Regions from separate parts of the Mus musculus genome. Here all the other regions are linked to region 5. A link is a contact called in public Hi-C, HiChIP or PLAC-seq and promoter capture Hi-C data. All regions are on one chromosome and are shown on one strand. The core of a region is the stretch at or near the end of the contact, and the rest is flanking DNA. Distances in the headings are between cores, read along the strand shown. Region 1 overlaps Lekr1 (leucine, glutamate and lysine rich 1). Region 2 overlaps Lekr1 (leucine, glutamate and lysine rich 1). Region 3 has its middle 72 kb from the start of Gm25755. Region 4 has its middle 44 kb from the start of Gm35039. Region 5 holds the start of Lekr1 (leucine, glutamate and lysine rich 1). Region 6 has its middle 24 kb from the start of Gm35039.

Region 1 (3,744 bases), core at 468-2,967, 130 kb after region 5:
AGGTTTCTATGGCTGTGAAGAAGCACCATGACCACAGCAACTCTAATAAAGGAAAACATTTCATTTGAGCTGGTTTACAGTTTCAGGGGTCCATTATTGTTATGGAGGAAACATGAAAGAGTGCAAGCAGGCATGGTGCTGCGGGAGGAGCTGAGAGTTTTACATCTTGATCCACAGGTGGAAGGAAACTGTGTGCCACACTTTAGCATAGGAGACCTCAAAGCCCGGCCCCACAGTGACATACTTCCTCCAGCAAGGCTACACCCACTCTGACAAGGCCATGCCTCCTATTAAGTGCCACTCCCTATGGACCAATGAGGGTCATTTTATTCAAACCACCATATCTATCTCATTTCACTTTAAAAACACAAATTAAGTTCTTGTACATTTCAGAATGGTGACTTAAAAGCATAAAAATGGGCTTTGGGCATTAGAAAGGACAGGGAAAATATAAGGAAATAGTCTGTGGAGAACTGCTGAAGTCTGCAGAACCTTAAACTAGAATTACATCATTCCCCCTTTCCTCCTTCCTATCCTATGTCTCCTCTCCCTCTGAAATTCATGGCCTTCTCCTCTTTAACCAGTGTGTGCGTGTGTGTGTGTGTGTGTGTGTGTGTGTATGTGTGTGTGTGTGAGTGTGTGTGTGAGTGTGTGTGTGTGTGCGTGCGTGTGTGTGTGTGTGTGTGAGTGTGTGTGTGTGTGTGTGTGTGTGCGTGTGTGTGTGTATGTGTGTGTGTGCGCGTGCGTGCGTAAAACAAATATATAAATACATCTTGCTTGCTGAATCTGTTCAGCTTTGCCTATATGCATGTTTCTAGGGTAAGCACTTGGTAGTGGATAATGATTTAGGGGACTTATCCCTAGGGAAACTAATTCTCCCTCTCTCATCAGTTATTAAATGCTTGTATCTCTTTATATAGGAGTGAGGCTTTATGAGATTCCTGCCCTTCCCACATCCCATCTACACTGGGTTGTCAACCAATGTTGGAATTGTTCAGGTTCTATTTAGGCAGCCATGTTTAGATTTACGGGTGTGGCTTCCCTATAACTAGAAGGCACAATCTCACAGCAGACTTGCTGGCTCTCTGCCTCTTACAGTCTTACAATCTGTACCTTCGGTACAGGAGTTGTGTTGTGGATGTATCAGTTGTGGCTGGGTAACCCACACTCAGTTGTTGTCTGTATTTTTGGCTAGTTATGGTTTTTTGTAATGATCTCCTTCTGCTTCCAAGAGAAGCTTTTTTGAGGGGTATGAGTTACATTATCTGTGGGTGTAAGGATAAATATTTAGAGTGAAGCTAGGAATTATATTGGTTTAAGAGAGTGGAAGTAGAGAGGAAGGGGAATAAATAATGCTTAGGATGCTTGAAAAACATATAGAGAATCATCGTTTTATATTTACCTAAACTCACATACAATACATATATGTGAATACGTATATATGTAGCTAAGTAAAGTTACACCCCCTTGCGATGATAAGACTCCTCCAAAGAGCCATAGATTGTCTAATCTAATAACCTCCCCCAGCCCAGTACCTGATGTGAGAAACCTCCTTTCATTGGCCAGGAGAATCTAAGAGGGTCTCTAAAACAATATAAGCTATTGCTGTTGTGCTTGGTTGCTTCCCCAGAAATTTACTAAAGACACTGTGCACTGTGGACATAGAACTGTGAGGAGGAGTGAGCCAGAGCCGACTTAAACGCCCCCTGAGGACTAACTTTCACAAGTACCATGAAGTGAAAGCTACAAAGGGAGGAAATCGTCATAGTTCCATGCAGCTGTGGCCGTTATGAACCATAATAGACACCATCACGTAAGATATCCCTAAAGGGGCAGTAGTGATGCTGTGTGTCGGCAATAACCAACTGACAGCTTTACAACTGAACTTAAGGCTGGCTTAAAAGAGGGAAGTCATACCTAGGGAAATTAGAACCCTACCCAATGCACGTGGATAGCAAGACCATGATACTAGAGCAGATTCCACTTACCCTTTTAACTTTGATTTTAGCTATATGGCTCGGTTAAACACAGCACTGTCTTCAAACATTTATCATGTCCTTGTGATGAAAATAGTCAGAATACTTTCTTCAAGCTTTTGGAAGTGTGGCACACAGTTAACATTAGAACACCAGACCCTCTTACTCCTACTGTAGTCAGTCCTCCTGAGCAAGTGCTTCACCTCTCTCTACCCCCAGCCTCTCCCACCTTTAGTAACTGCAATTCTACCCTTAAACTTTATGAGATCAACTCTTTGTAAACCACATATGCGTCAGATCATGCAGCAGCGTTTAGCTTGTCTTTCTGTGCCTAGCTTATTTCACTTAACACAGTGCTCTCCAGTTCTAACCACATTGTCACAAATGGTAGGAGTTTCTTCTTTGTAATTGCCATAATATGCCGTTGTTTCACCAAACTTTTCTGAATTCCCGTGATGGATACTAGCTTCCATTTCTTGGCTATTGCTGCAGTACACATGGGAGTGCAGATGTCTCCTTGACATACAATTCCCCACCCCCTTTGATATGTACCCAGCAGTGAGATTGCTGGACCAGATGGTAATTCTATTTTTAGATCTTTAAGGACCTCCCCTCATGTTCTCCAAAATGGCTACACTAATTTACATTCCCAATGACAGTGCTCCCTTTTCTCCTAGTCTGCAGCATTTCTCATTTTGGAGTAGCCATTCTTATTGGATAAAGTGATATAGCAGCTCGTATAAGCTTTGATTTGAACTTCCCAGTGTTTGGTGGTGTTGAGCATTTTGCCCGTACCTGCTGAGTCATTTACCTGTCTTCTCTTCAGAGATGTTTACTGTGCATTGTATTAGGTTTTTGCTGTTATTTGAATTTCTTATATTTGGATATTGACTCCTTGTTAAACTGTGTGGTTTACCAGTATGGCCTCCCATGTGGCAGCTTGCTTCCTCAGCCCGATGGCTACTTCCTATGCTCTGCACAAGGTTTTTGCTTTGTCATGATCACATTTGTCAATTTATGCTTCTGTTTACTGTGATTTTTAGGTCTTCTCTAAAAAGACCTTGCCCATTCAGATGCCCTAGTCTCCTCCATAGTTTCTTCCAGGAGCCTCATTTTTTCAGGTCTTACCTGTGAGCCTTTAATTCTCTTTTAGTTTGATTTGGCATCTGGTCAGCTAAGGGATCTAATTTCATTCTCTGTCTACTCAATTTTATGATCATTATTTATTGAAGTGACTGTCCTTCCTTCCCTGCACGCTGAGTGTTAGAAGTATGTGGTCATAATGTGGACTTACACCCCCATTCCCTGTCCTATCCCAATGGTGCTTGTGTCTGTCCTGCCAGTTTCCTCCTGTTTGATTAATTTGAAATTATTTAGCATAATTCCCTGCTTTTATTCCCTTTGGTAAACACTGTTTTGTCTATTAATGCTCTTGTAGGTGCACATATGTGTGTGCAAGTGCATGTGTGCATGTGCGTGTGTACAAATGCATGTGTATGTGTGCATGTATGTGTGTGCATGTATGCATGTGCGCGCGCGCGCGCGTGTGTGTGTGTGTGTGTGTGTGTGTGTGTGTGTGTGTGTGCATATGCACACATGCATGTGGTCCAGAGAACTTTTAGGATTGTTTTCCTTGGTTCTCTGAAGAATGTCTTTGGTAGGGATTATAATGACTCTATAAACAGCATTTGGCAATATGTACATTTTAATAGTATTGATTCATCTAATTTATAAACACAGAATGTATTTCAATTTGTGTGTTCTCTTC
Region 2 (4,024 bases), core at 1,310-3,809, 150 kb after region 5:
CTGACCTTAGGCAGCACATGGTACACGTAATAAAGAAATCTAATTAAGCGTCCAGCAGCCCAAGGGCCTCTGTTTCTGTGTGAAGATGGAGAGTTTAGCCACCCCAGAGTCCAGCCCCTTGGTACCTGGCCACTCCCAGAGGGCTCTGCAGGTGTTCTGTCCTGAAATTCTTGATGATTTCATCTTTGAATTTGTGAATTTCTAAAGTGAATTTCTATTAAAAGAATGAAGTGTATGCTGGGAACTTGGTGCCACCGCCCCCCTGATGGTCTGGTCTGTCTGGGACAGGTCCTCACATCTTCCCGCAGAGCTCCTGGCACCAAAGGCTCCCAGAGTGGCCATTCCTTCCTCCCTTCAGCTCATGACTACAGTTGTCCTGAGTAGTTTGGAACTTCGTGGGCAGAGAAATGCAAACAAAATAATTCCATTACTTAAAAAAGGTCTAAATTCAAGTTTTTTAGGTGAAGTCTGATTTTTAAATGTTGACTCCTATTTTTAAAATCCAAACTTATATCTTTGTGGCCCTGTGAAGCGCCTGTCAAAAGGACAGCTTACTCTGTGTCTTTGTCACTTCTGCTGGGGGTGGGGGTAGAAGGAAACCATTGTTTAGACCCAAGTGACCCTCTCTTCCTTCTTCTGGATTAGTTGAAAATAGTAGAATATTAATTTCTGAAATGACTCATGGTGGTGAATAGATTTCCTCCCAAAGTTATTCCTTATGTAAATTTAACATTTGAAACACATTTTAGATGCATACTGCTTTGAAGCAGTGGTCCAGCGAGCTCTGGGAGCTCTCTCTGTGCCATTTCCAGATTTCCATGGCTCGTTTGCTACTGGAGTATAAGGAGGGACCTTAGATGAGCTTCTGCAAGGCTGCTCTTGTGTTCTGCTGCTGTTTGCTTGCCGATGGTTTGTTCCCCTTTTCAGTTTATAACCCAATAGCTCACACTGATCTGTCACTCCCCAGAAAGCTGTGGCTGCCGGTAGACCCACAGTGGCTCTCTTGCCTTGCTTAGGATTTCAGGCATGAGCCACCAAGATAAATTTTCTCTTTTCTAAGGAGAAAAAGTCTTTTCCATTCCAAAGGGATGATTTGGGCAGAAAGTCCCCTGAATTATTGTCTCATGTTCTTGTGTAAGGTGAGAGGCGATACCTTTGCGCCGTGTCCTGGCATTTTCTAGAACCGCCATAATGACACCAGAGTGGCCACTTGTCTTTCAGTTCAGTTCACTCAAATGTGATACTTCTTCCAACATAGTGGTTCAATTGCCAATGCTCTGTAGCCAGTCCTGGCTTTCCAGAGCCTGCAATGCTCATCCCAGCTAAGTCACCAGTTGTGACAGATCAGCCATAGTGGTAAAGGCATTTCACTGTTAAAATTAGATACAAAGTTGACCTGAGAGAGATGGGGGTGAGGGGAGGGTATTTTTAAACATTTACTGGCACCCCACTGTCATTACATTTAGAACAGTACAGAATTTCTATGATCACAAGACGTGGGAGAGTGCAGCTATAGAAGACTAAGCTAGTGTCTGGGGTACATCTATCTATATATAAGAAAGAAAAAATATGTCCCAGGCGAACTTGGTGTTCTGGTGTGAATGGGACACAACTGTGGTGTTCTCTTTCTGTGTCTCCAAAAACCAGTCAGGCACCTGGAGGTTCCAGAGCCCAGCCATGCCCTCTCCCATCTGTTTGTGAAAACTTGAGTTACTTTTGGCAGCTGGATTCAATCACAGAGATTTAAATATTTCCAAAGGTGCCCAAGTAGTTAATAGGATACCATTTTAGGAAAATAAATAAAACTCTGTGTTGACTTAAAACTATCTGAAGGCCTATATATGACATGGGATACAAGCACACTGGTTTATTAGAAGAAACTTAACAGCACACTTGTCTGTATACTAACGTGAGACTTATCTTATAGATAGGTGACCTAATCGCAGATGCTACAAAGGACCTGAGGCTGGAAGTGGCCTCTCTCCAAGAAAAACTGCATGAATCCCATGCACAATACACAGAAGAGTCTGAATCGAAGAAAAAAGAAATTGAAGACCTGAAAAATCTGGTAGCAGAATTCCAGTGTCGTTTGAAACAGGAAACTGGCCGTGATGATTCAATTTCCGAAGAGTTGAAGAAGGAAATGAAACAGAAGTCAGACGAGCTGGAAAGAGTAAGGCTGGCCCAGACACAGCTGCTGCAGCAGTTCAGCCAGTCACAGGAAGAGGTAGGAAGCAGAGAGCCCCCAGTGAGGACCATGGCCAGTTAAAAAGCAGGCAGGCAGGCAGGCAGGCAGGTACGCAGACAGACAGACAGACAGACAAATGCAAATGTGACAGGCAGTTGGAGGTCAAGAAGAGAGTCACAGCCTGGCTCCCAGGCATCCCTTGGCTTCATAGGACAGTTCTCTTCTTAAGTATCATTTATTCTTTGAGAATCTCATGCATACATACTGTGTATCTCTGTTAGTCATATTCATACACATCCCTTCCCTTCTCTCAACTATGGAATCCCCCTACGCCCTCTTCCCAACCTGACGTCCAGTGTTTTGTTTTGTTTAATAACAGTCCCGTGTATCCATGAGTGTGCAGCCATATACTGGGGCCTGGTCCATCTACCAGGGGCCACACCCTAAAGAAAAGCTGACTGTCTTTCCCCTAGTAGCTACCAGTTGTCAGCACTGCTTCTCAACTAGGGGTGGGAGGCTCACGTGCCCCTCCTGCTCCAAGCTGGACCCTGGCTGGCCTGATCCTATGTGGCTCTTATATATACAGTCTCAGCCTCTACAGAGTTCAGAAGTACAAGGGTCTTGTCGTGTCCTAGAGAATACCCAACCCTATTTCTTAGACTCTTTCTGTTCCCTCTTCCACCATGTTCCATGGACCCTGGGGGGATTGGTGTGATATTGATGTCCCATTTTTGGCTGAGCCCTTTCTAGAAACCAGTTCTGTGCAGCAAATAATCCCTTAAAAGCTCCACACCTAGAAGTCTTCCAATTAGATCTCACTTGCTTTAATAGTAAATCCTCACCAAAGAAAGCGTCAGGGCACATGTTGCTTACATTCAAAAAAATGTGGACAATGTAAAGATAATTTGAGTCTCATGTTTTACAGCTCTGTCAACCTGACTTGTAAAGCAACTTACATGCTTTCGTCTTCTGCCTTACATATGCACAGTTATATCAGTAGTGTTTTCTTGTTGTGAAGTAGGCTTATTTCTATTGAGAAATTTTTATCTCTGGCTTATTTATGATGAATTGGTAAACATGCTAGAAATAGTGTAACAATTGATCGTAATACTTGATCCCATAATAGCGATATAGCATATAAGGAAGAATGGACGGTTTTGAATGTTAGTGAGAAATAAGATTTCTGTCTGCCATATTGGCACGTTAATAAAGAAGCAAATAAAAAGTGCTAGCAATAATATTGTTTATTAATAATAAACACTATGTTTTTGCTATATTTAAATTGCCAACCAAAACTGAGAGCTTATATCACGATAAATGTGAAGTATGGGGTAGACAAAGCGCTAAATAAGAACAGTGTCTACCTTTAGATGTAGCCTTACTTATGTGTCACAGGTGAGACGCTAACAAACAAGCTTGGAGAGTGTCACAGGCTCACACAGTGAGAGAGGCGGGACTCAGACTCGAGTCGCAGAGGGACAAAGATTCCTATTCCAGGAAGACTTTTTAAATTTTATTTTATTTTTTTTATTATTTTGTTTAAGACAGGGTTTCTCTCTGTGTAGCCCTGGCTGTCCTGGAACTCACTTTGTAGACCAGGCTGGCCTCGAACTCAGAAATCTGCCTGACTCTGACTCCCAAGTGCTGGGATTAAAGGCGTGGACCACCACCGCCCGGCCCAGGAAGACTTTTTGATTCTAAATTTCAGGGCAACCTCAGGCTTAGCCCATAATATCTCCTAGTCAAGATCACTTACTTTTACTCTAAAAGCGAACAAAACCAAAACCAACAAACAGAAAAGAGTAAACCCAAGCCAGCCTGGGCTGGGGAGGAGGG
Region 3 (3,762 bases), core at 1,044-3,543, 180 kb after region 5:
TCACAATCACTTGTAATGCCAGTTCAAGGGTATCTAACACCCTCTCCTAACCTCCGCTCGCGCGCACACACACACACACACAATTTTAAAGAATATATATATGTATATACTTTAAATATATATATATGAATATATATGTATATACTTTAAATATATATATGTGTATATATATATATATATATATATATATATATATATATATATATATACTTTAAAAATAAAAGCAAACAAAGCAGTATACGGTTATGGGTATGTTCAATGGGTGTACATATGCTCTGTCAATCCCCACATTGGGGACAATAAAGAAAAAAAATAATGAAAACTGACAAGGGATATAACCATCACCACCTACCCAAAAGGAAAGCCAGGTCCTCTAAACTACAAAGTCACCTCCTAGCGCCATAACCTAAGGCATGAACTGCCCTTTTTCTATCTTCAGAGACCACACCACAGCCTTGGAATTGAACCAGCCAGCTGGGCTGGGTATTTCAATGTGACTGTCCTTGAAGTATTGCAGCACCCGTGTTTCCCATTTCCGAGAAGCTGGACATTGTTCTTGAACAGAAACACACTTGAAGCTACAGTGTAGATGCAGCAGAGATCACTGAAAACGTTGATGCATCTTTTGCTTGGCTTGGAGAGATATCAAGCATTCACTTGCCATCTGTAGATCAGTAATATTTTGATCTTTATTACTTTACGTGGCAATTGGGCAAGAAGCTCTATTGTCAGTCCCTACCTTTTCACATGCTGAATGCTGTTGCATCAGGACATGAGTTTCCCTTTTAAGCTTAGGCCTGTGATACTGAGCATATTGATTCTCCTTTATGAGCACAGACTGGAGTGAACTCTGTGCCCAATAGTGAAATGACTGCATTTAAAAAAAACAAGACAAAACAAACAAGAAAACCACTCAGAACTTCCTGCATCTGTTACTTTGTTGTGCTGGAGATAAACAGAATCTCCTTTATTAACCTCTGCACAATTTAAAAGGAATGAAAGCCCGAGTTTATCAAGTTCATGTTACTATCTTTATGTGCTGGCATTTGGCAATGTCTTCAGTCATTGTTTTTCATTATCGCTCTGGCTTTCAGAGCCTCCAGTGCAGTCACTTTGGCAAACTCGTGAATGCCAGCAGCCGTGTGAAGACAATGAGTGTCACTCTGTAATGTGACATGGGGAAATATTTTTCAATTTCCTAGCAGGTGCTGAGCTATGATTCTGACTCATAAAGGTGGTGATTATCTGTCTTTTCTGAAGTGAAGCAGCAGAGGGGAAAAAAGCATACTAAAACTAATGAAGAAAGCAAAAGTTGGGTCTGTTCTCTCTAGCTGGAGGATCTCTGGTCCTGGGAGTTGTTTTTCTCTCCTGTAAATGGATTGTTGTCTTGTGAAAGATAGCATCAGAGAGGATATTTGACTTTAGCAGGGACTGTTGGTGAACTGTATCCCTATACCTATGGACAATTCAAGAAAGATAAAAAGCATGAGGGCTTTATAGTGCTGAGTGTGGATGAAGCTTCTCGCAGACTGAAAAGAAATTCTTACCAGCTGCAGCACAAATACTGTTCAGAAAGGATTTTACATCAAGAGTTGTTTAACATCAGTATGCTTCATACAGGGAGGTCGCTGATCATATAGATGTGGTGTGTTAAGTAGAAACAGGAGTTGATTGATTCCTGTACAGCATGCATTGGTGATACAATGAATTAGACCCCATAATGGTTCTCCCTAGGTGTGGTGGAAGTGAAGGATAGGAGGGTGGTGGAGAAGGCTGATTTGACAGATGATATGAGAAGACCAGCTGACAGCAAAGGGAAGATGTTGCAGGATACATGTGCTTGAAGTATCAGAGGCCGGATACAGGACCAGAATATTTCCTCTATGCCTTCCTTCAGCATGGACATTATGTATCTCTATAAAATTTAGGAATCACAAACTTAAGAAATTATCTCTGAAGAGACAGCATTTATTTAAATGTCCTTGATCCATCCAGGGACCGGTAGCCTTATCAGTCAGTGGAGCCAAACTCCAGGCAGAGCTCAGGGAGTCATCTCCACAGCAAGGATTACAGCGGCCCCACCCATATCATCAGAGACATATAAAGGCGTCAGCAAAGTTCTCTTCCAATGGACTCATTTTTTCTCCAAAATTTGTTTCTTGCTTTCCAACTGCTTTGCTTAGTCTTCTGTAAGTAGATTTTGGGGTGTGGTCGCAGGAGGCCCGCCTGGAGGACTTCGGCGATGGAAGTGGGAGAGGCCCTATGAGTCTCACAGCAAGAATGAAGAGCCTCCTGCCTAAAGACGTTAGTCACTGGAAGTCATCCCTTTCTACCCACAGTGAGTCACAAGCCCCTCAGCCTCGCCTGTGGCGCAGAGGCTAAAGAACCAAAAACAGTTCATGCACATGTGAAACTACATTCGGGATGGACCATGACTGAAGGTCTGCTCCTGAGCTCAGCTTCCTCCAGCATCCTCGGGGGTGGGGTGGGGGTGTAGACCAAGCAGGAAAGTTCTTGCCCCTGTCCATCCTTCCCTCCCTTTGAACATCTTTCCCACACACTGCACACACCTTCCGACCACTGCAGCCAACAGTCTGCTTCTACCACCTGCATTTACAAGGCTTTTAACGTCTTCTGACCAGTCAGATATGCTGTTTATCCTCTCAGTTTCAACCACTGACTTCATTTAAGGTCATGTCCAAAAGGTGCTGTTTGCTACAGAGGGTCAAAAGTCACATTTTCTACTTTTTTTTCCCCTGTGAGTCTCACGCAGCAAATGCTCCTCTGTGTTCCTTTGACTTCCAAAGTTCTTGCTGGCCATAGTTTAACTGGATGCTTGCAGTCACACATCCACACGGTTCCCAAGCAGTGATTCTTAACCTTGTGAAAGTGCCAACGTTCTTTGAAATTGCAGTAGAAGGCAGGGCCTAGGCCCTCCTCAAGAGGACACATGTAAATATGTACAAGTGCTTCATGAAAATGCCAGGCTTCGCAGACCCTCTTGAAGCCTGTTCAGACAGTAACTCCAACCTAATGACCCCTGTTTAAACTCATTCTTCCAACTGTTCTGTGAGGTCATTGTATTGTGACCCATGGGAAAAACAAGGGCTGGTGAGTGGGACTCACCGCTGTCTGTGACTTGCCTGAAGTGGCTTCTGGCCAGGTTCCAAGTCTCCTCTGAAGCCTGTTTTGTGGACTTGTGTTTAGAAGAACAAAGCCAACACGGGAAGTACTTCTTCCAACAGGGTCTGCGTGTCAGAGCAGAGACTGGCATTCTTGGCGTTCTTGCCCATGTGATGATAGCTCCTGTCTGACTAAACCAACCTACAGAGTCCCACTTCGCCTCCTGAAGCAAGGTACCTTACCTAGGGTTAGAGAGACACATGTAAGAACAACAACCTCCTTGTTGTTGCAAATCTTTGACTTTCTCATGAGTAGTCCCCAGCTGTCTCCCCAAATCTGTCTGTACTGCCAGCTGGTCCATGAGGGTGCAGCCATACTGGGTCACTGTTGGGCAAGCAAGCTTTCTCTGTCAGCAGCCATGACTGTCATTCTCATGTCTTGACATAATGTGTTCCACACAAATCCTGGACCCTTTACTCAACTTTCCCCATGGATCTAAAGGCCTCTCTGTGTTCTAGCATGTGAATGATGTGTTGAGAAAGAGTCTCTGAAAGACATTGAGTGATGCTTTATGTAACAGCTCCAGTTTCAACTGTCAATACATGAGATTTGAAATGAAAATCTCCATGTAGCTGTTAA
Region 4 (4,118 bases), core at 1,039-3,538, 220 kb after region 5:
AATGCAAAGGCAGTCAGATCTCTCTGAGTTCAAGGCCAGCCTGGTCTACAGAGTGAGTTCCGGGACACCCAGAGCTACACAGAGAAATGCTATCTCAGAAAACAAAAAGGTAAAACAGAGGGTGGGGTAGAGGGGTGAAGGATGTGACTGGACTCAAGTCCTGTCTTGTTCCAGCATCATGTTGTAGACCAAAAGACCTAAACAGGTAGAAAAACAGGAAGGAAAACAGCAAGCACTGAAAGTTGAAGAGAAACACAGCCAGATCTCTGTGCTGGACACCCAGAAGTCGGCAGAAGCTTGAGCCAGATCTGAGGAAGCAGGATGCTTCTGAGGAAGGGCATTAGAAAGGAGCCTTGCAGCAAAATGAGTGGATAGCTGCCAGTGTGTTACCAGCTGGTCTACCCTGTAGTTAGAAACAACTTTTTATAATACAGAAAATCGCAACGGATCTTCCAGAAGGAAACTACCCACAGGTCTCTGGAAGTTAGAGTCTTTGATTTTATAACATTATGAAGACCATCTGAGCTGGCTAATGTATGTCTACTTGACACAAGCTAGAGTCATCAGAGAAGAGGAAAACCTCAACTAAGAAAAAAATAGGCTGTAGGCAAGCCTATAAGGCATTTTCTTAAGTAGTGATGGGTGGTGTGTGTCTAGACCATTGTGGGTGGGGCCATCCCAAGGGCTGGTGGTCCTGATTTCTATAAGAAAGCAGGCTGAGTAAGCCATGAGGAGCAAGTTAGTAAACAGCACCTCTCCATGACCCCTGCGTCAGCTCCTACCTCCAGGTTTCTCCCTTGTTGGAGTTCCTGTCCTCACTGCTTTTGATGATGAATTGTTATACCAAACCATAGTGAAACAAACACTTTCCTCCTAAGTTGATTTTGATAATGGTGTCTCATCATAGCAATAGTAACCCTAACTAAGACACATCCAAATCTCTCCTTGAGATTTTCACCACCACTGGTCTCAGGGTATGTGTCCTGATCATCTATTTCTTGGATAATTATTTACTATGTTCTAAAGGTATGCAAACCAACATATGCAAATGTATTGATGTTAACACTGGGTAGCCAGAACTAGTGCTCATTCCAAACTATGAGAAAGATCCTGCTGGGTGGTGGTGGCGCACGCCTTTAATCCCAGCACTTGGGAGGCAGAGGCAGGTGGATTTCTGAGTTCGAGGCCAGCCTGGTCTACAGAGTGAGTTCCAGGACAGCCAGGGCTACACAGATAATCCCTGTCCCCGGAAAAAAAAGAAAGAGAGAGAGAGAGAGAGAGAGAGAGAGAGAGAGAGAGAGAGAGAGAGAGAGTCCCACAGAGACAGGAAAAGGCACAAGTATACATTGGCCTTGCTCTATCCTGGATCTTTCTTTTTTCTCCAGAAGATTTATTTTTATATAACATGTCTATCTGTCTGTCTGTCTGTCTGTCTGTCTGTCTGCTTATAAAAGCCAGAAGAGATTGTCTGATAGTCTGAAGCAGAAGTTGCATGTGGTTGTTAGCTCCCTGACATGGGTGCTGGGAACAAAACTCAGGTCATCTGGAATTGCAGAAAGCACCAAGACATTTCTACCCCTGTACTGTGCTTTCGTAGTCATGGGCTCTCGTTTTATTTATGTAATTTGGAGGACACTATTTCGAAAAGTCAAGGAAATGAACATTCCAGGAGACAAAGTAACCTGACTAAAGTCACCCAGCTAATAATCAGTGAACCAAGGATTTGAACTGACTCCCGGGCATACAGAACACAGTGTGTAGCCCGCAGAACCCAAGCAGATATAAGGTACACACAATCTTAGTCGACAGCAAAATTCTTGACAAATATTTCTTTTTACTACTTTAACATTACAGATTGGGTGAGTTCCAATTCACACAAGTTCAGAATTTTAAGTCATTTAAGTACATCAGAATTCACGGGATTCCAGAAGCAAAACTGGCTCTGAGATGCCCCAGAGCACCACAGGCAATGGTGACTCCATGCGCAATTTCCTATTTCAGCACTTGGCCCAGGTACCTCACACAGGACTGAAGATGAGAAGGAGATACCTAGGCAAATCTGCCTAATTTCCCTGAACTCTGTGTAGTCCAAGTACCGCAGCTTGACACATCCATATGGCTTTGCTTTCTTGGGCAATTGCAGCCTTGGCAGAGAATGAGAACACCCGCCCTTGACAGGAACTGTATGTGAATGAAAGGCTTCAGGTGCTGGGCTGGCTCCCGACTCCTCTGCAAAAGGAAGTGCCTCCCACTTGGCTTGGTGCAGCGATGGTACAGGTGAGTCACCACATTGCCAGCCAGGCAAGTATTTTAAGAAACATGAAGTGTAAGCAGGAACCAGCAGAGAAGGACGAGGACTGAAGTGTCGCCATTAGCTCCGAGGGTGTCTTGTTGTCATGGTGCTAGGAAAATCACTTCCACTTAGAGTTCCACTCACCAGCTGTTTTGCTGGAACTTTTTTGCACGGGAGGCTGGTAGCCACCCCAGCACAGGCGTGGGCCACGGGTGTGCACACATGAACACCTGTAGCAGACACCCACTCCAGAGGCCTTACATTGCTTGTCTGACGCATGCCCCTACCTCGTGTGACATAATCGGAAGCTTTGGAGTAGAGTCAGCAACAAGAAGAACCACCTCAACCTCTGTTTCCCCTCTGGCATACCACCGTTGCCCATCCTTTGAAACACTATTTCAAGGCTCAGGCCTTCGACCAAAGGTTTGCAGCCTTCCCAATGCTGTGACTCTTTAATACAGTTCCTCATCGTGTGGTGATGCCCCAACCACCAAATTATTATCGTTGCTACTTCGTAACTGTAGTTTTGCTACTGTTTTGAATCATAACGTTAATATCTGATATGCAGGTGGTCCTAAGGTGACCCCTGTGAAAACGGTTTGATCCCCCCAAAGGGGTTTTGACCCACAGGTTGAGAACCACACACTGCCTTAGACCATTATGGGGGTAGATTACTTCAGGTTCAGCCAGAAGCAGGGGTTGAGGGTGGGATGAGGAAAATCTCCCCCAAAAAGTAACACTGGGACTCCTTGCCAGCCTGCATTCCATAGCGTGCTGCTAGGAAGATGACTCCCCACAGCCTTTCTTGGTATCCACAACTGCACTGCACTGAAGGGAAGGGCAGATGCTGACTGCTGCCCAGAGGCGGCTTCTGTGGGACTGTTCCTTTCTTGGATACCATCAAAACCCCAACCAACAAACAAACAAAAAAGTCTGAATGAGTGTTTAGGAATGATTGACCAGTGTGAGCAATTAGGCCTCCTCTTCCTGGATGTTTATAGCCTGAGACATGAGACAGCTCACCCTCAGAGACCTCCTCCTAAAACTAGCTTACCCCTCCCCTGTGCAGTACCTAGCAAACACAGTGAGGTTTCATGTTGCAGCTGTTAGAGAACCTCACCTGCTCCCAGTTTCATTATATCTGTCCTTTCTTCACTTTCTTGTGATCCAAACAGCGTTGCAGAATTCAAACTGCACACTTCATGGTGGTAATACATGTGCTGAAAAATCCACAGTCCCTAATTCAAATCCCAGGGGTGAGTTAGGCATGGCAGAATTGGGGGAATCTGATAAAAAGTCAAAGAATGTGCATACCTCTGGCTACATGACACCCTATAGCATCTGCAGCCACATCCTGTGTTCATTTCTCTAAATGTCTCTGTTGCAGAAATAGAATGTAGGGAGCCTATGTCAATTCAAGAATGACCTTTGTATCAAGTGTGCTCATTTCAGGACATATTTTGCTTCCACATAAGTTATAAGTGCATTTTTTTTCTTTTTGGTACTCAGATCTCTTGGGGTTTTGAAACTGTAAAGTTGCTTCCTCTTCATCATAGAGATGAACAGCCTGGGAGGGAGGTTTGCCACATTGGTTAATCTATAGGAGAGATGAGGCTGAGCTCCTAACCCCCAGTGAGGCTCCGGAATCCATGGACACATGGAGTGGTGGCTAGTCTTGGTTGTCAATGTGACTATATCTGAATTGAGCTACAATCCAGAAATGGAGGGCATGCCCGTAAAAATTTGTCTGCTTTGTTTGAAGTGGGTGAATCTATTTCTAATCTGGACCTTTGAGGCAGGAAGCCACACCTTTGATCTGGATCCT
Region 5 (3,875 bases), core at 241-2,740:
AGGCACAAACTGTCTTTCTTTTACCCAATTGTTCTTGGATTCAAACATGCATTTGCATATACACATATATTTCCAAATACAACCTGTAGAGGCCACATACTGTTTCTTGTATGCATGTTTTCAAGGGCTGACCATTTGGCATAGGCCAATTGGAAATACACTTCTTATTTCTGTTCTTTCCGGAAGCTATCCTTTCTTTTTAAATTCTTACTGGGTCTACCACTACCTAAACTGGACTTTATATAATAATGAAAACTTTCTGTAGGAGTGCCACATGTGGCACTCCTACAGAAAGTTAGGCTTGTGGCTAATTAGCAATGGGATTTAGGATTGAGAGGGCATTTACAGTGGTAAGGAAAATGGACTCAAGGTGATGTGTAACGAAGAGGCATAGATGAAAGTGAATTATAGCATTTCCATGGGATTTCATCCCATTTTCAGAGGATTGCCTTCCTTTTTAGATACAAGTGCTCGGTAATTATTGTCCAAACTGTAGTTATGTGCCCTATAACAATACTTTTGGTATAAAATTCCTAATATCTAGTGATGTTAGTTACCGAGACATTTTGTGTAGTGTTCGTGGTGATGCTGTCAGAAGCCCTCTGTTTCTAGCCCTCTTGTATATATTCAATGATATACAGTACATAATACTAGTTACTCAATAGTAAGTAACTGTTGTTAGTTTCTGCATAATCTATATCTTTCATGACTTAGGGGAGTATTCACTATTTTCATGCGGTTATTTTCATACTAGTGATCAACCAGCAGCTCCAATAGATCTGGCACTATTTCAAATCACCTGTTCACCTTCCTCTCTCCAATGCCTTTTCTTTCTATTCATGCAAACTATTCTTTAACAGCAATTATTGTTCTTTTCTGCTAGGAAACCGTGTTTTCTTTAGTTACTGGAGGATCAGAACTTTGGACCTCAGATGCTCCTGGAAAAGGAGCAGACTACGAAGACACTAATCATACCAGTGGCCTGTGTTAGTCACCAAGCATCATCTCATCCTGCTTGCTTGTTGCGTAGTAGGTCATCAGTATTTGTTTTATGAATAAAGTATGAATAAAGGGAAGTCGTCAGTGTGTAAAAACAAGAGGCCTTCCATTACTTGAGTGTGCAGTAGCACGTCTCAGTAATACTTCATGAACTAAACCCGTCATCTTGACTTCTTTGGACCAGAATGAAATTCTAAGCAAGCCTTCCCCAGTCAATTCCACTTAAAAGCTTCTTTTCCTTCCGTTCGACAACAATGATTGCCCCTGCAGATGAGGCACATGGCCACCCACTTCCCGCCTCTTCATCAGCCTCGGCTGCCCGTCGTCCCCGCGGGTTCCAGAGCCCCATCCCCGTCCGTCACAGAACCGCGCGTAAATCCGCCCTCTCCTTCGACCCCCGCCACCCGCTCCAGCTTCCGCCTAGCTCGCTTTTGGGACAAATGATGCAAAAGAAGCTCCGCTTCCGCGTCGGCGGGGGCTGTGACGTCACCGCGCCTTGACGTCAGGCCAACGTGCAGCGCGGTCGCCCGGGAGACCAGGGAAGCCGTTTTACACCCTGCGGAGTCCCGGGCTAGGTGAGGGTCATGGCCTTCCTCAGTCCTCAGAGGACCCGGTCGGCGGGGACACAGTTCCGGCGCAGAGACTGGCGGCGCGGGACTGCGGGGCGGCGGGGGTCGGGAGGAGGAAGGCGGGAAGGTGGGGCGGCCTCTCGGCGCCCCAGGCGAGGCCTGGGCCAGCGCAGTCCGGTCGGGCGGTTAGTTTCCTGCAGTGACCTCCTGCTCTCTTGCCCCCGACCTGCCCTTCGGTGAATCACGCCCCCGGAATGGTACTTGAGGAAGGGCCTGGAAGCAGAACCTGAGTTAATGACCGGGCGTGACACCGGTGTAAGAATCGGAAATGAACCACCAAGGGCATTTCTGCGTTTAAGAACACGCACGTCTATCTCGTGACCAGTGTCACAGAGAAGGTTCTCAAACGCACGTAGCAGCGGCCACGTACCTCTGTACTTTTGCCAAGGACAGTTTCCACATATATAATGGGAAAGACCAAAAGGAACTTGTTTGGTTAAAATACTGAATGGGTAACTTAAAAATCACGTTTTCTTCTGCTAAAGAGCAAACAGCCCTACACTTCTTGAAAAGCGGAATTATATGTGGATTCTACTATTCTTTTCACGAGTAGTCACATCTTTATAAAGACCCAATGGACTTTTCTAATCGGCTTACAAGCTGTTTCTTAAAATATAGGCAATAACAAAAATAAACGTTAAAGAAAGTAGTACCCTTCTAGTCACCTTGGGAATTTTAGGTGCCCACCTCTTAGTTGTAATCATCAGCATGCATTGCTTAGCAGAAAAGCACCTAGTTATTACAGTCTGCACTCACAGTTTACATGGGTTTACAATAAAGTGTCTTTATATGAGGACAAGTTACACATGTTCTTGGGACGAATCCAATGAATGTATCTTGCCTGTAATCTTGTTACTATGTCTTGTGCGATGTGCATTGACATCAGTTTCTCCTCCACTTCGTTTTAGAGGTCTTTCAAATTTACCAGGGTGCTATTTTTAAATTTTTCTTTCATAGCCAGAAGCCTGCCACTTCTGGTGACATAGTAATATGTTAAGAGTAGTCACAGCGAAGGCATTAAATAATAAACATCCCACTGGTACCTTGAATTTATACGTTATTTAGGTCCATGCTTGCTAATACTTTTGTGGATGGCACTTTAAGAGGAGATATAGTTGGCTGTATAAGGGAAAAATATTCCTGTGGAGCCCAAGATACTATCATTTCCATTCACCAATGATGGCTTAACTGAAGATAATGCCTTCTGGTTTCTTGCCATGTGACTATGACAGTATATGATTATGTACTTGGTCACTTGGACCCATGTCCACATAATTACCATTACTCCCGTGGTTGGCCTCAGTTAATATTACCAAGCACACACGTGGGAAGACAGCTCACTAGTTTTGTTTGTTTTAAATAGTAGCTTATTGAAATGAGGGATATTTTGGGCTAACACAGGGTTGAGGAATCTCTCCTCCACTGATGGTTGCATAGTTTACAAAAATAACACCAGCATTATTTTTTCCTTCACTCTCTTGCCCCTAATTTAACTCAATCTTAGGAAGCCTTTGCTGATTTCCCATCCCCCACCCAAAAGATAGGTCATTATCCTCTCTTGACTCTCACATTGCCTGTGTTCTGCAGACACGGGCCTTAGACCATCTTTTCTGCTGTGGAATCTGTGTTTCTTTCACTTGAATCTGTTCCACTCAACCATTCTGGCCTTGACATCTTCTACCTCTCTCTCTCTCTCTCTCTGACATTTGGTTAGTACAAATCCATGTGTGTATTCATGTTCATAGGCACACCTGTGTATGCATGTTTTTGTATGTGTGGAGGCTGGAGTTTGATGCCCAGTGTCTTCATCACTCTCTACCTTACAGGACCTCTCACCTGAGTTCTGAACTGGTCAGCCAGCTCAGTGAGCCCAGTCGCCCAGCTTGCTTCTAGGATCCCTGTCTCTGCCCGCCAAAGCTGCTATTTCTACATTTATGGGTACTGGCATTACAGTGCGTGGGCTTTAATCAGTAAGCCGTTCTTAGTTCCCTTTACTCTTTCCGTGGACAGAGAGGCAGACTCTTCATCAAGAGTGGATTGGGTATTCTTTGTCCAATTTGGAAAAACTCTGAAGAAAGAAAATAATGTCTCTGTTGTCTGTGGTTTCATGAAAGTAATAAAAAAAAGTTTTATATTGAATTGTTGGTATTAGCAAATGAAAATCTGTTAAAAGTAAAATCTAGATAAATTTATGTGGATCTCCATCTCTGTTACAGTTGCTATGTTGTCTCTGATGCTTTGGTGGCT
Region 6 (3,633 bases), core at 918-3,417, 240 kb after region 5:
GGGCCATATACCCAAAAGGGTGCTCCACCATACGACAAGGACTACTTGCTCAACTATGTTCGCAGCAGCTTTATTCATAACAACCAGAAACAACCTAGAGGTTCCTCAGCCAAAGAACAGACAAAGAAAACATGGTACATTTACACAATGTAGTATCACTCAGCTATTAAAAACAATAACTTCATGAAATGTGTGGGTAAGAGGTAGAACTAGAAAAGATCATTCTGAGTGAGGTGACCCAGAGCCAGAAGGACAAACATGGTAAGTACTCTCTTATAAGTGGCATTAACCATAAAGAATAACCATGCTACAATCCACAGACCCAAAGAAGGTAAGTAACAAAGAGTGATTAAGGGGGAATCACATGAATTTCACTGAAAAGAAGAAATAGAATAGAGATCATGGGTGGTTGGGGTGGGATGGCAGACTAGACAGAGGGGAGACGGAAACAGGACAGATCATGTGAGAGAGAAGACAGGAGGAGAGAGTACTGGGAGAGACAACTAGAACGGGGAGGGCATCTCTGGGACCAGCTAGAAACTTAGGGCAAGAACAGTCCAAGGAATCTACGAGGGTGACACTAACTTAGATCCTAGCAATGGAGGATATGGAGCCTGAACTGGCCATCTCCTGTAACCAGGCAAGACTTCCAGTGGAGGCATTGGGACACCAATCCAAATGCAAAACCTTCCACATGCAATTCATCCTACCTACAAGATGTGCTGGGACAGGAGCATAGCATAACCATCATCAGAGAGGCTTCACCTAGCAACTGATGGAAACAGATGCAGAGACCCACAGTCAAACATTCGGTAGAACTTGTGGAATCCTGCAGAAGAGGGGGAAGAAAGATTGTAGGAGCCAAAGCGGTCAAGGACATCACAAGAAAGCCTACAAAATCACTAACCTGGGTCCACCAGGGTTCATAGGACTGAACAGCCAACCAAGGAGCTTGCATGGGACTGGCCTAGGCCCTCCGTACATAGGTTATAGTTGTGTAGCTTGGTCTTCCTAACAGTAGGAGCTGACTCTGTTGCTTGCCTTTGGGACCCTTTTCCCCTACTGGGCTGCCTCATCTAGCCTCAATAGGAGAAGATGCACCTAGTCTTTCTCCAACCTGACATACCGGGGTTGGTTGATATCCATGGGAGGCCTCCACTTCTCAGAAGAGAAAGGCAGAAGGAATGGATGGTTAGGAGGGGTAGTGGTGGGTGAGAAACTCAGAGGAGAGGAGGGAGGGGAGACAGAAGTCAGGAGGCAAATTAATTAATTAATAAAACAATATCATTTGCCACATTGAGTTATGTCCCTCAAAAATAAGGTTTTTTATTTATTTATTTTTTTATTTTTTTTTTTTTTTTGGTTTTTTAAAAAAGCCTTTTCCAAAGCAAACAGAGCTATGATTGTTCTCCTTAGAAAGGGCTGAGGTACAGGCTGTTTTTAAAGGAATGAACTCCCTGAAGGGTTTCTGAAATCTGAGTCAATTTTAAAAATTCCTTCTGCATGTTGCTTGTTAGGACCAAAGCAACTGTATAAAATCAGGAGCCGTGTAAGCCCCAGTCCTAACCCTGTCCTGTCAAACTGCCACAGGGGTTTTCCTCGGTGTCAAGCCAAAACATAAACAAACAGGTTAAAGATAACATAGTAAGATTGTAAAGAGTGGGAACAGCCCACTGAAGCATTCTATAACGTCGTAGCTGCCCCTTGATTTAATTTTGTTGGCTTTCAAAGTAACATAAACCTAGTGGTCTCTTTCTTGGTCAGTTGCATAGCTTGCTCATGTTCCAGGCTTTTTAGATGCAGAAGTATTTTCCCCTTCCAAGCATCTTGTGACACTTCCATCCCCTTACCTAACAGGGTGGCTGGATTTATTTAAGAGGATTTTGAAGTTGATCCCTTTTATATAACTCAGAAGACCGAGTAACAGAAAAGAGCAAAGGAGAGAAGATGTCAGGGAGAGAGATTACAAACACGAGCTTCGCCTCGGAGGTGCTCTCTAAACAAGGAGAGGTCAAAGGTGCTCTTAACGGACAGACAGAGCTGGAGTGTGAGGAGCAGGTTAGCTTACATCCATTCATCAAGGGTTAAGCTTTAAGCCTAAGAGCTTTGGGTGAGTCATGGCCAGAATTTGGCAAAGAAATGCAACACCTTATCTCTAATCAGCCCTGCCTCAAAATAGCTCTGTCTTCCCTCAGGCAGAGACTCATCATCCCAGCTAAGCACAGTGCATCGAGGTGCTGAGCCCCACTTAATCAGAAAGTCTAGCTGTGCATGTTATTCATCTCTTGCACAAAGTTAGCTCGCTCTCTCCTTCTCTCTCACTCTCTCCCTCTCTCTCTCTCTCTCCCTCTCTCTCTCTCTCTCCCCCTCTCCCTCCCTCTTCCCCTCCTCCCCCTCCCCCTCCCCCTCCCCCTCCCCCTCCCCCTCCCCCTCTCCCTCTCCCTCCCTCTCAGTGGAGCAATGCATAATTTAGCAGAGCTGAAAATGACTTGCACAGATTCAGGATATCAGGCAGGAAAGAACCTTCCAACTTTCCTGGGCTGACACTTCTTCATTCTACAGATGGGAAGACTGAGACCCAGAGATAAAGGCTGTGCCCAAGAACACACAGTCAGTTGGCAGGGGTGAGGGAGACCTTCTCCAACAGGAAATTAGCAGCGCGGATGAGGGAGACATTCTCTTTCTCCTGGCTGTGCTGCTAAACTCTGGAAAAAAAAAAAAAAAAAAAAAACCCTGGTCCATTTTCCTTCCGTTGTTAAGGAAGTCATCAATGCTGCCAAGAGTTTCCAAATCAACACTCTTCCAGGCAGCACTTATTAAACTCTCACTGGGGCCTCTCAAACCTCTGTTTCTAGCTTCATGATCCAGACAGCATTTGATTGTTTGTTCATTTCACATTTGAGATTGGGATAGATAGTCTACTGCAGTTTCTTTCTTTCTGCTGGAAGAGAATGTAACAAACAGGAAGTTAAAGTTCTTGTGGGGTGAGGCTCAGACAAAAATGCCCACTGGCATTATCAGCTGCTTCCCCCTAACACACACACACACACACACACACACACACACACACACACACACACACCCAAACGCCCTCACCCCAGCACCAAGCATGAACAACACTCAGGCTAGTTCTGACTCGGGATTTGACCTCCTAGAGGCCATCTACAGAGGATGGCTCGGCAGGAACATTCCCCCCCAGCAGTTCCCCTCCCACCATTTGTACCCTGTGCCCACTGAGAACTCTTCACACAATCTGGGCCTTGTCCAGGCTGTCTGAGGCACACAGAGTCTAAGGCACAGGGCTTGCAAAAGGCTGCTGGAAACTGAACGGGATAATGGAGATTTAGAATTCAGACAGTTCCAGGGCTGGAATGTGCTGCTAGGAAAATGCCTGGCTCCAGCTAGCTTCAAGCAGTTTTGTTTCAGGTTGTTACTATCCAAGACGTTGTGTCCAAGACTAAAGAGAAATAGAACACTAAGGCGCAGGAAATCGGATTTCAACTCCCTCCCATTTCTCGGTGATTGTTGTCTCTTGAGCGTTCCCATTTGTTTTTTGCCTGAGTCACTCTGGATGGACTTATCGAAGCTCTTGAGTGGAAATTGGTCCCTAGTTGTTCCTCGATGTGGGCGTTA

The links. Promoter capture Hi-C pulls out the DNA fragments that hold promoters and counts their contacts. Hi-C and Micro-C count contacts between places; a contact is called where the count stands out from the background. HiChIP or PLAC-seq counts read pairs in DNA pulled down with a chosen protein or histone mark.
Region 1: a contact with region 5 is called in a promoter capture Hi-C map of pre-B cells. The contact joins the enhancer-like site here to the promoter of Lekr1 in region 5. A contact is called at or near these places in 3 of 39 promoter capture datasets (liver, macrophages and pre-B cells), 1 of 484 Hi-C or Micro-C datasets (cortical neurons) and 3 of 115 datasets of contacts at active chromatin or transcription factors (CD8 T cells, bone marrow-derived macrophages and embryonic stem cells).
Region 2: a Hi-C map of bone marrow-derived macrophages shows a contact between it and region 5, with 2.6 times the contacts expected there. The contact joins the enhancer-like site here to the promoter of Lekr1 in region 5. A contact is called at or near these places in 6 of 39 promoter capture datasets (the C10 cell line, cranial neural crest, embryonic stem cells and 2 more), 8 of 484 Hi-C or Micro-C datasets (bone marrow-derived macrophages, cardiomyocytes, cortical neurons and 4 more), 6 of 115 datasets of contacts at active chromatin or transcription factors (bone marrow-derived macrophages, cardiomyocytes, embryonic stem cells and 2 more) and 1 of 9 other capture datasets (adipose tissue).
Region 3: a contact with region 5 is called in a promoter capture Hi-C map of the SN4741 cell line, with 2.1 times the contacts expected there. The contact joins the enhancer-like site here to the promoter of Lekr1 in region 5. A contact is called at or near these places in 16 of 39 promoter capture datasets (the 3T3-L1 cell line, 3T3-L1-derived adipocytes, the C10 cell line and 10 more), 24 of 484 Hi-C or Micro-C datasets (B cells, MC3T3-E1-derived osteoblasts, Th2 cells and 18 more), 16 of 115 datasets of contacts at active chromatin or transcription factors (CD8 T cells, the NIH/3T3 cell line, bone marrow-derived macrophages and 12 more) and 3 of 9 other capture datasets (adipose tissue, embryonic stem cells and pancreatic islet).
Region 4: a FOXA1 HiChIP or PLAC-seq map of pancreatic cancer cells shows a contact between it and region 5. The contact joins the enhancer-like site here to the promoter of Lekr1 in region 5. A contact is called at or near these places in 10 of 39 promoter capture datasets (the C10 cell line, cranial neural crest, embryonic stem cells and 5 more), 1 of 15 datasets of contacts at CTCF or cohesin (the NIH/3T3 cell line), 3 of 484 Hi-C or Micro-C datasets (bone marrow-derived macrophages, neutrophils and uterus), 14 of 115 datasets of contacts at active chromatin or transcription factors (astrocytes, bone marrow-derived macrophages, differentiating embryonic stem cells and 9 more) and 2 of 9 other capture datasets (embryonic stem cells and liver).
Region 6: a contact with region 5 is called in an H3K27ac HiChIP or PLAC-seq map of extraembryonic endoderm stem cells, with 4 times the contacts expected there. The contact joins the enhancer-like site here to the promoter of Lekr1 in region 5. A contact is called at or near these places in 5 of 39 promoter capture datasets (the C10 cell line, cranial neural crest, macrophages and 2 more), 1 of 484 Hi-C or Micro-C datasets (the AML12 cell line), 9 of 115 datasets of contacts at active chromatin or transcription factors (bone marrow-derived macrophages, embryonic stem cells, extraembryonic endoderm stem cells and 5 more) and 2 of 9 other capture datasets (adipose tissue and macrophages).

Annotation. Positions count from the first base shown.
Region 1 is chr3:65,795,019-65,798,762 of GRCm38.p6, forward strand. The region is part of intron 9 of Lekr1 (leucine, glutamate and lysine rich 1); the gene reads left to right. Among named protein-coding and RNA genes, the nearest start is that of Gm25755, 25 kb to the left of the region's middle. Within about 2 kb of position 1,718, at least 1 of the 459 cell types and tissues checked has an H3K27ac peak or open chromatin away from gene starts, as enhancers often do. A contact at or near this core is called in pre-B cells, where this site is marked.
Region 2 is chr3:65,817,867-65,821,890 of GRCm38.p6, forward strand. It overlaps Lekr1 (leucine, glutamate and lysine rich 1), which reads left to right. Exons shown (of 13, transcript NM_001166659.1): 12 at 1,928-2,227. Among named protein-coding and RNA genes, the nearest start is that of Gm25755, 48 kb to the left of the region's middle. Within about 2 kb of position 2,560, at least 31 of the 459 cell types and tissues checked have an H3K27ac peak or open chromatin away from gene starts, as enhancers often do. A contact at or near this core is called in adipose tissue, bone marrow-derived macrophages, granulocyte-monocyte progenitors and 1 more, where this site is marked.
Region 3 is chr3:65,842,213-65,845,974 of GRCm38.p6, forward strand. No RefSeq gene overlaps it. Among named protein-coding and RNA genes, the nearest start is that of Gm25755, 72 kb to the left of the region's middle. Within about 2 kb of position 2,294, at least 65 of the 459 cell types and tissues checked have an H3K27ac peak or open chromatin away from gene starts, as enhancers often do. A contact at or near this core is called in the NIH/3T3 cell line, the SN4741 cell line, granulosa cells and 4 more, where this site is marked.
Region 4 is chr3:65,882,478-65,886,595 of GRCm38.p6, forward strand. No RefSeq gene overlaps it. Among named protein-coding and RNA genes, the nearest start is that of Gm35039, 44 kb to the right of the region's middle. Within about 2 kb of position 2,289, at least 56 of the 459 cell types and tissues checked have an H3K27ac peak or open chromatin away from gene starts, as enhancers often do. A contact at or near this core is called in the NIH/3T3 cell line and pancreatic cancer cells, where this site is marked.
Region 5 is chr3:65,664,738-65,668,612 of GRCm38.p6, forward strand. It overlaps Lekr1 (leucine, glutamate and lysine rich 1), which reads left to right and starts at 1,491. Exons shown (of 13, transcript NM_001166659.1): 1 at 1,491-1,574.
Region 6 is chr3:65,902,749-65,906,381 of GRCm38.p6, forward strand. No RefSeq gene overlaps it. Among named protein-coding and RNA genes, the nearest start is that of Gm35039, 24 kb to the right of the region's middle. Within about 2 kb of position 2,168, at least 100 of the 459 cell types and tissues checked have an H3K27ac peak or open chromatin away from gene starts, as enhancers often do. A contact at or near this core is called in adipose tissue, bone marrow-derived macrophages, extraembryonic endoderm stem cells and 4 more, where this site is marked.